Regions from separate parts of the Sus scrofa genome. Here regions 1, 2, 3 and 4 are each linked to region 5. The links are chromatin contacts, called in public Hi-C and HiChIP or PLAC-seq maps. All regions are on one chromosome and are shown on one strand. The core of a region is the stretch at or near the end of the contact, and the rest is flanking DNA. Distances in the headings are between cores, read along the strand shown.

The links. Hi-C and Micro-C count contacts between places; a contact is called where the count stands out from the background. HiChIP or PLAC-seq counts read pairs in DNA pulled down with a chosen protein or histone mark.
Region 1: an H3K27ac HiChIP or PLAC-seq map of alveolar macrophages shows a contact between it and region 5. The contact joins the promoter of RGS19 here to the promoter of TPD52L2 in region 5. A contact is called at or near these places in 1 of 5 promoter capture datasets (liver) and 1 of 2 datasets of contacts at active chromatin or transcription factors (alveolar macrophages).
Region 2: a contact with region 5 is called in an H3K27ac HiChIP or PLAC-seq map of alveolar macrophages. The contact joins the promoter of PPDPF here to the promoter of TPD52L2 in region 5. A contact is called at or near these places in 1 of 5 promoter capture datasets (liver), 7 of 47 Hi-C or Micro-C datasets (alveolar macrophages, fetal liver, liver and 3 more) and 1 of 2 datasets of contacts at active chromatin or transcription factors (alveolar macrophages).
Region 3: a Hi-C map of fetal liver shows a contact between it and region 5, with 2.2 times the contacts expected there. The contact joins the enhancer-like site here to the promoter of TPD52L2 in region 5. A contact is called at or near these places in 1 of 5 promoter capture datasets (liver), 1 of 47 Hi-C or Micro-C datasets (fetal liver) and 2 of 2 datasets of contacts at active chromatin or transcription factors (alveolar macrophages and skeletal muscle).
Region 4: a contact with region 5 is called in an H3K27ac HiChIP or PLAC-seq map of alveolar macrophages. The contact joins the promoter of GMEB2 here to the promoter of TPD52L2 in region 5. A contact is called at or near these places in 6 of 47 Hi-C or Micro-C datasets (alveolar macrophages, embryonic fibroblasts, heart right ventricle and 3 more) and 1 of 2 datasets of contacts at active chromatin or transcription factors (alveolar macrophages).

Annotation. Positions count from the first base shown.
Region 1 is chr17:62,894,819-62,897,518 of Sscrofa11.1, forward strand. RGS19 (regulator of G-protein signaling 19) reads right to left here and starts at 1,331. Exons shown (of 6, transcript XM_021077657.1): 1 at 1,188-1,331.
Region 2 is chr17:62,536,085-62,538,784 of Sscrofa11.1, forward strand. PPDPF (pancreatic progenitor cell differentiation and proliferation factor) reads left to right here and starts at 1,426. Exons shown (of 4, transcript XM_021077704.1): 1 at 1,426-1,602; 2 at 2,006-2,086; 3 at 2,305-2,382; 4 at 2,468-2,700. The coding sequence starts at 2,032. The coding sequence ends at 2,667.
Region 3 is chr17:62,873,878-62,876,577 of Sscrofa11.1, forward strand. All of the region lies in intron 1 of TCEA2 (transcription elongation factor A protein 2), which reads left to right. Among named protein-coding and RNA genes, the nearest start is that of SOX18, 3.5 kb to the left of the region's middle. Within about 2 kb of position 1,439, at least 36 of the 83 cell types and tissues checked have an H3K27ac peak or open chromatin away from gene starts, as enhancers often do. A contact at or near this core is called in fetal liver, liver and skeletal muscle, where this site is marked.
Region 4 is chr17:62,594,559-62,597,404 of Sscrofa11.1, forward strand. It overlaps GMEB2 (glucocorticoid modulatory element-binding protein 2), which reads right to left and starts at 1,322. Exons shown (of 10, transcript XM_021077553.1): 1 at 956-1,322.
Region 5 is chr17:62,732,132-62,734,831 of Sscrofa11.1, forward strand. It overlaps TPD52L2 (tumor protein D54), which reads left to right and starts at 1,434. Exons shown (of 8, transcript XM_021077604.1): 1 at 1,434-1,594. The coding sequence starts at 1,576.

The DNA of each region.
Region 1 (2,700 bases), core at 81-2,580, 160 kb after region 5:
TCCCCAGGCTTTGAGCTGCAGAAAAAGGGGAACCCGGTTGCAACGCCCCCTCCCCCACGCGCGGGGACCGGCCCCAGTCTCTCCGCGGCCCAGGGTCCACGTGGACCCCGGGGCGGGAGTCCTTGGGGTGCTGATCCGGGCGCGGGTTTCCCAGGCTCCCGCCCCGCACGGCCCCGGGGGCCCCGGGCGGGAGGGGCAGGGCCGCGGTCTCGGCGCCGCGCGCGCGCACACTCACCCGCCGCGCTCCCGAGCCGCTCGCGCCGCAGCCGCCGGCCAGCGCGCTCCGAGGTCCGGCCGGATCGTCGGGGAGCGGGCGCAGGGTGCAGTGCGCAGGCGCCTCGGCCGCACTTCCCCAAAGCGCGGGGCCGGGACTTCCTCGCGCGGGGAGGTGCCCGGCCCGGCCCGGCCCGCCCCGCCCGGCGCGCCCCGCCCCGCCCCGCGCTCGGCCGGCTCCGCGCCCCCCCCACAGCCCGGCGCGCGGCGCCCCCCCCCCCGCCCTCCCCGTGGCTGGGGGTGGCCGGGGGAGACGAGGTGCTGATGAGGGGGCCTCCGGCGTAGCTGGGGGTGTGGCCGTGCCCCCAGCTCGGCTCAGCGGAGCGGGTCCAGCTTTGCCGGTGCTGTGGGGCGTCCACGAGACTCCGGGGTCCCCCCAGGCCTCCTGCCCCGCTCGAGGAAGGGAGGGGCCGCCGGAAAGCACTGTCCGGCGGTCACTCCGGCCCGGCCCTCGCCTCTGACACTGGGTGTCCTCACCTGTGAACTGTCACGGGGCTGGAGGGGCCCTTCCCAAGGAAGGGGGTTCCCTGTCGCGGTGCCAGTGGGGACTGGGGGCACCGGTTCTTCTGCTGGGGGGATCCGAGGGGCCTGGCGGAGTCTCTTTCAATCCCTCCAGTTGCCCCAGGAGGTTCTGAAGTTTAAAGCCACACCCTCCCCTTTGCCACGAATGTCTGTCCCTTCTCTTGGGCCAACTCCCCTCCTGTTTTATGACCCCGTACAGCTGGGAGTTAAATTCCTTATCCCAGCATGCTTCAGGCTGGTGTCTGGGTGGCCCTGACCCCACTCTGGAAGTGGTCTGCAGACGGTCCGAGGCCAGGGGGACTCCGACCGAGTGCAGCTCCTGTCCCACTGCAGGCCCTCAGCCTGGCGCCCGGGGGCCCTGAGCAAACGCTGCGTTCCAGTTGCACGTTTACCTGCTCACGTTTTTCAGAGCACTTGGGGGTCTAAAGGGAAGCCCGATGTGCTGCTGATCCATCCGTCAAGTCTCTGGGTGCCCCCTTCGTGTCAGGCGGTGGGACCTGGTGGTGAGCAGGACAGACCAGCCCTGGAGTAGACAAGAAGTGGACTCGCAGACTGGGTGAGAGGTAAGGAGGGCTAAGGAGAGCCATAGCACAGGAGAGAGCTGCAGGAGTCCTGCATCCTGCTCAACAGAGGACGGAGCTGGAGCCCGAAGTACAGCAGGGCAGGGGCCTGGGAGGCCCAAAGCCCAGCTGCAGGAGAGTGCGGGGCCGGGGTCCTGGAGGCTGGGTGCCTCTTGAGGCTGTGAGCCTGGCTGATGGGACCAGGGAACCGCCTGGCTGCCACACTGACTGGCTGGCCAGGGCAGAGGCCAGAAGCCTGCCCAGAGGGGAGGTGGCTGCTTTTCTTTTTTTTGGTCTTTTTAGGGCGGCGCCTTCGGCATATGCAAGTTCCCAGGCTAGGGGTCGAATCAGAGCTGCAGCTGCTGGCTGACACCACAGCCACAGCAACTCCAGATCTGAGCTTTGTCTTCGACGTGCACCAGAGCTGACAGCAACCCACTGAGTGAGGCCAGGGATCGAACCTGTGTCCTCATGGATACTAGTCGGGTTCATTACCGCTGAGCCACAACCGGAACTCCTGAGGTGGCTGCTTCTTCTTTTTTCTTTTCTTTTCTTTCTTTTTTCTTTTTTTGTCTTTTTGCCTTTTCTAGGGCCGCTCCTGCGGCATATGGAGGTTCCTAGGCTAGGGGACGAATCGGAGCTGTAGCTGACAGCCTATGCCAGAGCCACAGCAACGTGGGATCCGAGTGCATCTGTGACCTACACTACAGCTCATAGCAATGCCAGATCCTTAATCCACTGAGCAAGGCCAGGGATCAAACCCACAACTCATGGTTCCCAGCCAGATTCCTTTCTGCTATGTCACAAAGGGAACTCCTGTGGCTGCTTCTTATTCAGCCTGGATAACAGTCCTGGGCAGTAGGACTACGATGTCAGGCCAGCGCTAAGTCAAGGTCACATAGCTATGCTGATTCTGCGGCGAAGGTGCCCCATGTGGCATCGCCACCCGCCTCCTGAGACCCGTGGGGCAGCTGGACGTGGGTGGGGTCAGCACACTCCTCTAGCATCTTGGGCCCCTCCTTGCACCCCCCTGCCCGCCCCCCTCCTTCCCAGTCCTCCCTACACTGTCCTTCCTCTGGCTGCTCTCCCATGTCTGCTGGCCACTTGGGTCTCTCCATCCCCCAGCCTCGGCCCCTCTGGGTCCTCTGTGCTCCCTCTGGAGAGTCTGCCGTATTCCGAGAGAAGAACCAAGTGGGCCCGGCAGGGGCTCATTCAAGGCTCTGCAGCAGGTACTGCTGGAGATGGCCTTCGGACCCAGGTTTGGGCGTGAGCTCCCCGCCCTGAGGATCTGCCCGATCCCGCACAGCCCCCAGTACACTGGGCTGTGGCCTACGTGCTTTGCCTT
Region 2 (2,700 bases), core at 176-2,675, 200 kb before region 5:
CCGGTGACCAGCCAGGAAGAGTCCAAGGTGGAAAAGTAACGAAAGCCACCTGAGCCAGGAAGCTGCACTTCCCTGCCTGTTCCCCGGGCCACGCTGCTACCCAAGCCGGGTCACAGTTAGGAGGTCAGCGGCCTTGACCCCCACCCAGCCCGATAAAGGATCATGTCCCCCCCACCGCCGGGGCCTTGGTTTCTGAGCAAGTCAGCCTGCGGAACCTGGAGGGTCTTTGAGGGGACGAACTCAGGGAGGCTCGGCAGAGGGGGTTACAGGACCTTCCCGGTAGCTCCTCCCCCCAACCCGCTCAGATTTCCTGAGACCCTCCAACCACCAGGGACACAACTGCCCAGCAGCAAAGAGCCAAGGAGAGTCCAGTGAGACCTCCCCTCCCTGCAGAGGGGGCTTGGGGCCTGGAGGAGGCTGCTGGGGAGGGAGGCTGATTTTCCCGTTGGAAAGGAGGTTTTCCTGGTGGAAGAGCCAGGGTGTGGCAGGGCCCAGGCGCCACGGGGACCATTCTGGAGCTGCCCAGGCCAGGGGCTTCACTTCCAGCTCCTGGAGATCCCCAAACAGCTGCTCTTCACCGCACTTACCCATAGAAGTCATGCCCCTGCACCCAGCTTTCCCCACTCCCTCCCTCCCCCATCCCCCTTGCAAGCAGCTGGATGTGGGCAGGAGCCAAGAACCGGGAGCGGATTCTGGAACCCCCAGAGCTGTGAGGGGGGCGTGGGTGGGTCTGCAGTGACTTCCTTGAAGGGCTGGAAAGTCTGAGGCACACAGTTGGTTCAGGGTACCAGCCAGTGCCGACAGCTGGGCAAGGGCACCTGCCAGCGAGGGCCCACATCTGCCCGAAGGCTGGGGTCTCGCAGGCAGATGCCCTCCCACCTGTCCCGGGTGAGAGTGGGGCGAGCCCCATCCTGAGCAGAGAAAGCTGGAGCAGAGGGGCACTGCGGGGGCTGGGCCTGTGGGGCTGCGGACAACAGCAGAAACAGGCTGGAAGGGCAGGGGCCACGGTTCGGCATATGCTCCCTCCCTCCACGGAAAAAGCTGGAAAGGTGGAGACAGGCGGGGCCAGTAGGGAACCTGGGTCCAAAAGGATGGCCAGAGCCCAAGAAGGGGTCCAAGGGGTGGGAGGGAGGCAGGCCCTGCTCTGGGATTGGGGCGGGGGTCATTTAACCACTCCAGGCCAGGCTAGGCCAGACTCCGCTGTCTGGGCAGCCAAGGTCGGACCGGACGCCGCGCGGCTGGACTTCCTCCGAGGCGGGCCCGCGAGGGCCGGGCCCCGGGCCGGGGCGGGGCCAGGCTGAGCTTCGGGCGGGGTCTGATCGGCTCCGCCTGGGTCTTGGGCGGAGTCGGGGCCTGGCCGGGGGGCGGGCCCTCCTTGGGGCGGGGGCGGGGCCGGGGCCGGGGCGCCCCGCCCTCCGAGACGCGACCGCGGCACCGCCTTATAAGGGGCGGGCGGGGGGCGCGTCCGCGCGTGCGCGCCCCGCGCGTCTGAGTGTGGAGCGGCCGTCTGCGGTCTCCCGGGCAGATGGGTTCCGTGGCCTAGCGTCCCCGTCCCCGCCGTCCGTGATCGTGCGCCGAGGCCCGCGAGGGGTCGCCGCCGAGGTGAGGGCCTGGGCGGCGGCGCGTGGGTGGGGTCGAGCGGCCGGCCTGGGCGGCGGCGGGCGGACGGGAGGACGGACGGTCGGGCGGGGCGCGGGTGGGTAGGGGGCGACGGGCAGAGCCCGGAGCGGGGGTTAGGGGCGCGCCGGCCGCTTCCCGGACCCCCAGGTCGGAGGACCAGCGCACAAAGCGCCATTGTTGCCCAGCGCGGCCGGTTCGGGCTGGTTGGAGCCGCCCGCGCGGAGGGGGCGGTCCGGGAGTTCCGCCGCCCCGCCTCGGCTGGGTAAACAAACCCGGGCACGGGGCTGACCCTGGAGTCCGGGCGGGGCGGCTCTGCCCGGGTGGGGAGCGGCCTTCTCCAGGGGCAGCGGTGACCGGACGGACTCCCCGACCCCCGCGTGCGCAGGTTCCCAGCAGCCCCCAAGCAAGAGCATGGCAGCCATCCCCTCGAGCGGCTCGCTCGTGGCCACCCACGACTACTACCGCTGTAAGTAAGCCCCTTGCCCGCCCGCCCCCAAGTCCCACGTGGGCTGGCCCAGCCAGCTTGTGGTGCAGCCCAAGTTTCTTGAGAGCCCCTCTCTGGGTGCCACGTGCGCCGCCGTGGACCCCTGACCCTGGCCCTGTGCTACCAGCAATGCTAGCCCTTGGCCTGGTGGGCTGGGGGTGCTCAGTGCCCAGTGGAGCTGACCCGGCCTCCCTCTCCAGGCCGCCTGGGCTCCACTTCCAGTAACAGCTCCTGCGGCAGTGCCGAGTGCCCCGGAGAAGCCATCCCCCACCCCCCGGGTGAGTGCAGTTCTGCTCCCCTTTGTACTGGGGGACTGTTGGGGGAGTGGGCTGCAGCAGCCTGACCTCACTCTGCTTCTCTCAGGTCTCCCCAAAGCTGACCCGGGACACTGGTGGGCTAGCTTTTTTTTCGGGAAGCCCACGCTCCCACTCATGGCCACGGTGCTGGAGTCCCCGGGGCACTCGGAATCTGCCGGGGCCTCCACCCGCATGATCACCTGCGACCTGGCTCAGCAGCAGCCTGGCGGCCAGCCGGGCACACCCAACTGCAGGCCTCCCTCCTGAGAGGCCACCACCAGCTGCCAGGCTTCCTTCCAA
Region 3 (2,700 bases), core at 189-2,688, 140 kb after region 5:
GTGGCCCCTGCTCCATCCAAAGTGGGGGTGATTCCGAGAGTGGGGACGGTTCCCCCTTCAGCCTGACCTGGTCCAGGTCTGAGGTCGCGCACACTCATCTCCCAGACGAGGTGGAAATAGAGGCTGAGCTGGTTCTGAGTGGGGGCAGGCCCCGGGCTGCAGGGGACTCTGCCTCCCTGGCCCTCCGCCCGCTCCCTCCCTCAGCCCGACCCGACGCCTAGGTTCCCAGTGAAGCCTGCAAAGGATGCTGGGTAATCCTCTCGGTGGCTCTGGGTGGGAGCTTGGCTGGGCTCTGGGGGTGGCGGACCTCCCAAGCGCTGCCCGGGGCATAGACCTCACAGGCTCCCCCCACACCCCCCAGCCCGGACTCCTGCAGGAGCAGCAGGGCTGGGACCAATTACTGAGTCCTGCGGGGCAGGACGCTCCTGCTCCCAGAGGGTGGGGGTGGGGTCCCCATCAGATGCTGGTCCAGGTGGAGCGGACGCTGGTCTCCTGACACCTCAGCTTTGGAGCCAGGATGCCCACTTCGGACTCGTCCTTGTGGTCCTAGAGGCTAGGGCTCCAGGCCTGGCCAGAGTCCTCCTGCTCGTCCTTGGGGGTGGGAGTGGGGCTTGTAGGGGGGCCACCCAACAGCCTAGAGCCAAGTGGGCACACACATGTGCCTGCCTCATCCAGGTGGCCCCTGGGCTCAAGCCTGGGAACAGCGCCCCCCCCCACCGCCCCGCACCTTCCTGCCCCGCACCTTCCTGCCCTCAGTCCTGGGCTTGGTGTGCAGAGAACCCAGGGCTGCGGACGCGCTGTGGGCCTCGCTCCTGGGAGAGTGCAGACAGGGGTACGAGCAAGCTGCTGGCGTGGCGCCCACACTCGCCAGGCTGGAGCTCTCAGAGTGCTGGGGTCTGTCAGTGGACCTGCGAGGCCTGGGCAGCGCTGGGGGCGGGGGGTGTCAGGGTGCAGTGGGAGGGGGTCACTGGGTGCAGCTGCAGGTCTGAGGGGTGTGGTGCGGGGCCGGGGCTGCCCTGAGGGCCGGGGCCCAGCAGGACCAAGAGCACGGGGCCTTGAGGGCGTGGGCGTAAGAAGGCCTGGTGACAGGGGGCAGTCAGGCTGTGGTGGGTCAGGTCGGGTCACTTTTGTGGGTGACCAGGTGTCCGGGTCTTGCAGAGGCTGGCTCCAGGCACGGGTCTGTGGTGCTGGACAGGAGCTGGGGCGTCAGGGGCACGTGTGTCCTCTGGTGTTGCTGCGTCCTGTGTGGGCCCGCTTGGTGCTCAGCGGGGGCTCCGTGGGAACCAGGCGGGGGGGCCCAGGCCACTCTGGTTTCCACAGCAACGGCAGGGAGGAGCCAGGAAACACCAGCTCCGGAAGGAAGCCCGCAGCTGCGTGGAGGGAGCCGAGGGCCAGCCTGGCTGAGCAGGCGCCAGACACTCTGTCTGTCTAGTCGTCCGGCCGGGCTGGCCGGCCAGGCCCAGTGCTCCTGCCCTGGGCTCCACCCCCTGCGCCACTCCATCTGGGCCCGCGGGAGCCGCGGCTGAGGCTGGCTTTGTTCAGACCCCAGTGCCCTAGGCCTGGGTCTGTGGGTGTCCTGGTCCTACAGGAGTTGTGCCTGGTCCCCCTTGGTGGCCCTTGGTGGGGCAGAGAGGGGCTGTCTATGTGCCCTGCCTGGGGGGCTGTGTGTTGACACACTGGGATGTCCCAGGCCCCTGCCCTGGGCTAGCCTGGCCCCTCCCCGCCCTCTCTCCTGCCAGCTCTGGTGGCAGTCCTGATTTGCCCTGGGAATCATGGAGAGAAGGAGCAGGGCCCGCTGCGGGTCACCGGCCCCTGGGCCTGGCAGGCACTGCCGCTGTGTATTTCTTTTCTGCTGCTGCCCTGGTTGGTAACCAATGGCTTTGCTGGCCCAACCGGCTGGGGCTGCCGAATGGACTGGGGGGCTGGCCTGTGTTCTTGGGGACCATCCACCCAGGAGCAGGGAGCACCCATCCATCCTCCCCGGGTCATTGACGCCACTGTGGATCAGGCCCTGTTCCAGGAGATCAGGGTTTGGCCGTGAACGAAACAGACCCAAGCCTGGCCAGGGGCGTTTCTGTCCTGATGGAGAGAGACGGTCACCGAGTGTGCGTCACGACCCGAGGCTCAGGCTCTGATGTGTGCAGTGGAGGAGAGAGGACTGTCAGGACTGCCCACTGCCTGTCGCCTCAGGAGGTGACTTCTGGGTCAACCCTGAAGGAGACAAACGTGAACAAAAATGAGGGCATATGCGGGAAGCGGGAGCAGCATGTGCAAAGGCCCTGGGGCAGGGAGGTGTGCAGGGAGTGATGAGGGGCTGTGGGGTCTTTCTTTCTTGCTTGCTTGCTTGCTTGCTTGCTTGCTTGCTTGCTTGCCATACCCTTGGCATACCGAAGTTCCTGGGCCAGGGACTGAACCTGAGCTGCAGTAGTGACCTCGCCAGATCCTTTAGCTGCCAGGGCAACAGGGAATTCCAAGGCTCTTGCCTTCTCATCTGAAAGAGACCTGGCGACTTGGGAGGGTTTTCAGCAGAGAGGTGTGAGCTGACAGCTCTCCACAGCTGCAATGGTGCGGACTTGGCAGGAAGGAGAGACACGTCAGCTCACCAGGAGGAGTGAAGGGCAGGGGTCTGCTCCTGGAGTGGGGCCTGGCCAAGGTCACCGCCCGAGGCCTGGCTCCTCGGGCCCCCAGTCTGCCTGTCCT
Region 4 (2,846 bases), core at 72-2,571, 140 kb before region 5:
CACTCAACATTTGGCTACTGAAGCCGCCGCCTTCTTTCTCTTGGCTGCACCTGAGGCAGGAACTCGGAAGCTCCTGGGCCAGGGATCCAACAGGAGCCGCTCAAGCTGCTGCAGTGACAACACTAGATCCTTAACCTGCTGCGCAAGACAACGGCTCGTTAAGCGCTCTCATCACGACAGTAAGAAAGAAAAACTCTGGGTGGGGATGGACAGGTTTAGGGCACAGACCGGGGTAAGGCTTTCTTGGGTGTAACATAATCCGGACCGACCACCTTGTGTACAGCAGTTATGTACAACTTCGGTCTGTTTAAAACAGCAAAAAGACTGATGTAATCGAAACGTCTAAGAGATCGCGGTTCTCCAGCGGAATCAACTGGGTGAACGCAAAGTTAACCCACTGTGTCCGGGTCACCGCTGGCAATGAACGCGTGTGGAGGAGCTCCCGCCGAGGGCTTCGGGGAGCCACGGTTCTCACCAACGGGTCAGCACGCACGCGGGCCGCCCACGCAGCCCCCAGGGGAGGCGCGGCCCCCACGGGAAGCGGGGACCCGCGCGGCCCTCCGCGGGGGGAGCGCCCACACGAAGGGGCCCCCACGCAAAGAGGCCCCCCAAGGGAGGGGGCCCACGCGAGGGGAGCCCCGCGAGAAGGCGGCCCCCACGCGGCCCCCGCCCCCCACGCGGCCCCCGCCCCGGCGCCCTCCGCGCGGCCCCCGTCCAAGGCCCTCCCCAGCTCCCGCCGCCCGCCGCCTTCCGGCAAGATGGAGGCCGCGCCGCCGCCGCCGCCGACGCGCCTGACGCGGGCCCGTGACGCCCGTGACGCCCGCCGCGCGCCGCCGCCCCTCCCCCGCTCCCCTCCCCCCGCCGTAACGTCCTGACGCTCCGCAGGGACCCCTGACTGGACGGCGGCGCGCGGCGGAGCGAGAGGCCTCGCCGCGGGGGGGCGGCGGGCGCTTACCTGGGCCGCGGCCGGGCCTGCGCGGGCGCCGGCGGGCGGGCGGCGGCGACGGGCGGCGGCGGCGGTGGCGGCGGCGGCCGCGGGCTGTGCTCCTTGTTGGGGATTCGGCGGCGGCGGCGGCGGCGGCGGCGGCGGTCCGGGCGCGCGCTTCCTAGTGACGCCGGCGGCGGGGCCGCGCACGCAGGGCAAGGGCGAGTCCCGAGACTTATTTTGCGCTCAGCGGGAAGGCGTGCGGTGCTAAGAAATAAGGCCTGGTGGGGCCGGTTGCGCCTGCGCGGGCGTGGGGGCGGGGCCCGGGCCCGAGGGGAACGCGGCGGCCCCGGCCCCGCCCCCGCCCCGCCAGCTGGCTTACGTGCCAGGGCTGGTGGACACACTTGCCAGGCGCAGCCTTCCCCGTGTGTCCAAGCACGAGTGGGGCGAGAATGTGTAGGGAGACTCGCTTAGGGCTGGGGGCGGGGAACGTGCATGCCCAATGAGTGACCGAAGCCAAATGCAGGTGCGCTGGTGCCCAGCGTGTGTAAAGCCCTCCCCAGAGGCGGGCGGGAGGGCCTGCCAGGGGGAGTCGCTCGCCTCTACGTCTTTCCACTCGTCTAGTCCGAGTCCTGCGATTAATAGATTTTATTTTTTATCATAAGTCTCATTGCTGAGTCTGTGGGCTGCCCTACCGTGGTCCTATACTGCGCCCCAGCCGCGGAAACCTGTGCTGTGGTCACTCGCCAAGTGTGCTCATTTAAATTTGCCTTAACTGAAATGAAAATTCAGTCCTCCTGGATTATTCCCGTTGTGGCTCAGCGATTATCAGACCAGACTAGCATCCATGAGGATGTGGGTTCCCTCCCTGGCCTCGCTCAGTGGGTCAAGGATCAGGGTTGCAGTGAGCTGTTGTGTAGGTCACAGACATGGCCCAGATCCTGTGTGGCTGTGGCTATGGTGGCGGCTACAGCTCCAATTTGACCCCTGGCGCTGGGAACCTCTTATGCCACGGGTATGGCCCTAAAAAGACCAAAAGGAAAAAAAAATTCAGTCCTTCAGTTACCACAGAACCTGATAGAGCATTAGGAATGCTCTGAGAACTCTCGCTCTCTTTTTTAATTACAGGTAACTAGCTAGAGTATCTCTGGAGACCCTGGATTTTCCAGTATGTAAGGGGGTTAGCATCGCTCAGCTTTCAAGGAGTTCCTGTGTCCTGGGACCCAGGTACAGCCGGGCCTTGCTCTTTGATTGAAAGGTGCAGTGGGGAGTTCCCATTGTAACAGCAGAAATGAACCCAACTAGTATCCATGAGGACTTGGGTTCGATGCCTGGCCTCCCTCAGTGGGTTAAGGATTTGATGTTGCTGTGAGGTGAGGTGGAGGACATGACTTGGATCCCGCGTGGCTGTGGCTGTGGTGCAGGCCAGCAGCTGTAGCTCCGATTCAACCTCTAGCCTGGGAACTTCCATATGCCGGGCGTGGCCCTAAAAGAAAAGAAAAAAAAAAAGAAGGACACGGTGGGAGGCCCGGGGTGGTTAATGGTCCTGCCCTGGCCGGAGGGGCAGTAGGGAGGCATGCTGCTCCTGCCCCAGGGACTCCTGGTGGAAGCTCTGCCAGCCCCATCCTTGAGCTCCTCCCCAGACCTCCCTGTGCCCCGTCTCCCCACCTGCACAGGGCAGTCAGGCTGGACCCAGAGGGTCCGTCTGTGCTCAAACCAGGGTGGGCATGCAGCCAGCTCTCCCGTGTGTGTCATTGCTCTGGCTTAGTGGCTGCCAAGGAACTTGGGCGCCTGGCGAACAGCTGCGGGCTCCCTGGGCACTCCCACTCAGGAGATGGAGAAGGCGGGAAACAAATGCCTCCTTGAGCACCAAGCCACGCACTTGTGCTCATGCTCCAGTAGGAAGCCCCTGAAGCCCGTT
Region 5 (2,700 bases), core at 184-2,683:
TGCAGCAACACCAGATCCTTAACCCACTGAGCAAGGCCAGGGATCGAACCCGTGTCCTCATGGATGCTAGTCGGGTTCGTTAACCACTGAGCCACGATGGGAACTCCTCCACTCCTAACTTCTATAGGATGGGGTTCACCCTGGAACCAGGCTTGGTAAGCAGCATGTCCATATGGGGTTACAGACACACCTGCACTGAGCACTCATTGCTTTGTTCCTGGCTCAGGGAGGCAAGAGAGAATGAGAGACGAGCCTCTGCTCACTGCCATTGTAAGGCATTCACTTCCTCACCATTTGCCCTGAATTGTATGAAGCAGGGACTGCTGGCTGTCCCCAACCCCTGGAGATGGGCCGGCCAGGCTGGGTTGAGCTAGAAACCCTGGAAAAGCTGAAAGAAGGCAGGTGGGTCAGACAAATAATTGAGCAAGACCTGGCCTTGATGCACCTGGGCCAGAGCGAGCAGAGGCAGGTACCTCAGGTACCAGGAAGTACCTCTGAGGAGAAGGCAAGCTTTGAGCTGAGTAAGAGGAATCAGCCAGGTGGAGGAAGGAATTGGCTTCCTTCCTAGGGATCAGTACATGCAGAGGGGCTTGGCTGGAAGAGTGTGCGCTGTCCAGAAGGGTCCCATTCTCAAGGGTTTGAATACCATTAAAAGATTCGTTTGCAGAGGCCATAAGTAGCCAGAGAAGGGTAGTCGTGGAACTTGTTTTAGCAGGACTAGGTTGTGTAACAGGTACACACCTCTCCTTTGAGAAGTGTGGCAAACTCTTTTCCGGCCTGCTGCAAGCAATTCAACTAGCTGAGGGATGGGCAAGTAACTCCGGCCATAGTGTCCTCATCCGTAAAGTGGAAAGGGCCTCGCCCCGCTCACCAGGTGGCTGTGAAAAGGGAATGAGAGAACAAAGGCGTGCCCGCGGCAATAGGGCGCCTCCAGCCAGGAGAGCGCAGCGGCGCCTGTGGGGCAAGAGGACAACTCATGATTACGCCTTTTTCTGCGCAATCCCCATACAATAAAAAAATCCCCACAAAAAGGACGGACAGAGAAAAAGACGGAACCCCAAAGTCAGAGGGTCGGGCCTCGGAGGGATCTCAATCGGCCCGAGTCCGGCTTGCCAGGGTACGTGAGCCGTGGCGCTCGTAGGCAGCAGCGGCAAACACCCTCGAGACCTCCGAAAGGCCTTTCTCCGGGCTCCCGTGGCGCCACGTTGCACGGTCTTCCCGACTCCCACCTTCCCCGTGCGCCTCAAGACCATTCTACCTGGGCGTCCCGCTGGTGGAGCCGGCCTCACGTCCCGGCTCCGTCTGCAGCGTCGGCCAATCAGGTTGAAGCGGGTGAACAGGGACTGAGCCAAACAACGTCCTCATTGGGCACCGCTTGTGGAGGCGGGACGAGGGCGGAGCGCCCGAAAGCGGAAGTGGGTCGTCGCGCCGCTGATTACGTAATGCCGCCGCGGCGGAGGCGGTCCTGCTGGCTGCTGTGTACGCGGCGAGCGACACCTGGTGCGGCCAGCTCGGCTCCTGCGACGCCCGCGTCCGCGGCCTCGACACTAGCTGCGGCCCGGCCGCCGCTTGAACATGGACTCCGCCGGCCAAGGTACTCGCGGGCCTGGCGCCCCCGCCGCCGATGGGCCCGGTGTGGCGTGGCAGGCTCTGGTCCCCTCCTCCCGCGCTCGCTCACCCGCGGCTCCTCCTGAGCTCCAGGCGCCCGGCCTCGAAGCTCCAGGCGGGCCTTCCGCCCCCGACAGGGACCGCTCCGAACACTGTTTTCCCGGCGCCCTCCCCTCGCCCCAGAGTGTTGGGTTTCCTCACTCCAGGCACCTATCGCCATGCCCCCGCCCTGCCTTGCCCGGCGGGCCGCCCTCAGTCCCTGCGCAGGGCCCTCGGGGACACTTCATCCGGCCCTGGAGCCGGGCCGAGGTGTCGTGGGCGGCTCCTGGAGAGGGGAAGGGAAGGGAGGCCGTCCTCGGGTTCGGCGTAGCGCCCCTTGGGTGGCAACGCTGCGCGGAGCCCAGCCTACCTCGGGGTTGTCTCAAGCGGGGAAGGGTGCAGTGAGTCAGGGGCACACCCAGCATACCAGGCCTGTTTCCGGATCAGACATCCCAGACCAGTTTGAGCTGGCCGCTGGGGGTGTGGAGCGGGCCCAGGAGATAAAAATCTAGCGGAGGTTATAGGAGTCTGTCTTCCATCCATCCTGGGACTCTGGAGAGAGACGCCTGTATCCCGTTGGCATAACTACACTGTGTAATCGTAGGATGCTTTTCTGCTGTTTGGCCTGTATCAGCATGGTAATTAAACATTAACATTCCTGGATTCCGATAGATTCTGTAAGTTTTTAAACTTTTTTTTTTTTTTTTTTTTTTTTTTTTTTTTTGCTTTTTGTCTTTTTGCCTTTTCTAGGGCCGCTCCGTGGCATGTGGAGGTTCCCAGGCCAGGGGTCTAATTGGAGCTGTAACCACCGGCCAGAGCCTGAGCCAGAGCCACAGCAACTCGGGATCCGAGCCTCGTCTGCGACCTACACCACAGTTCACTGCAACGCCTTAACCCACTGAGCAAGGCCAGGGATCGAACCCACAACCTCGTTAACCACTGCGCCACGACGGGAACTCCTCCAGTTTTAGCTTTATAGGCAGAAACTGAGGGCTTTCATTTGTTTTTTTAAAACAGGAAAATTGTAGACATTGTAAGGCATTTCCTGAATTT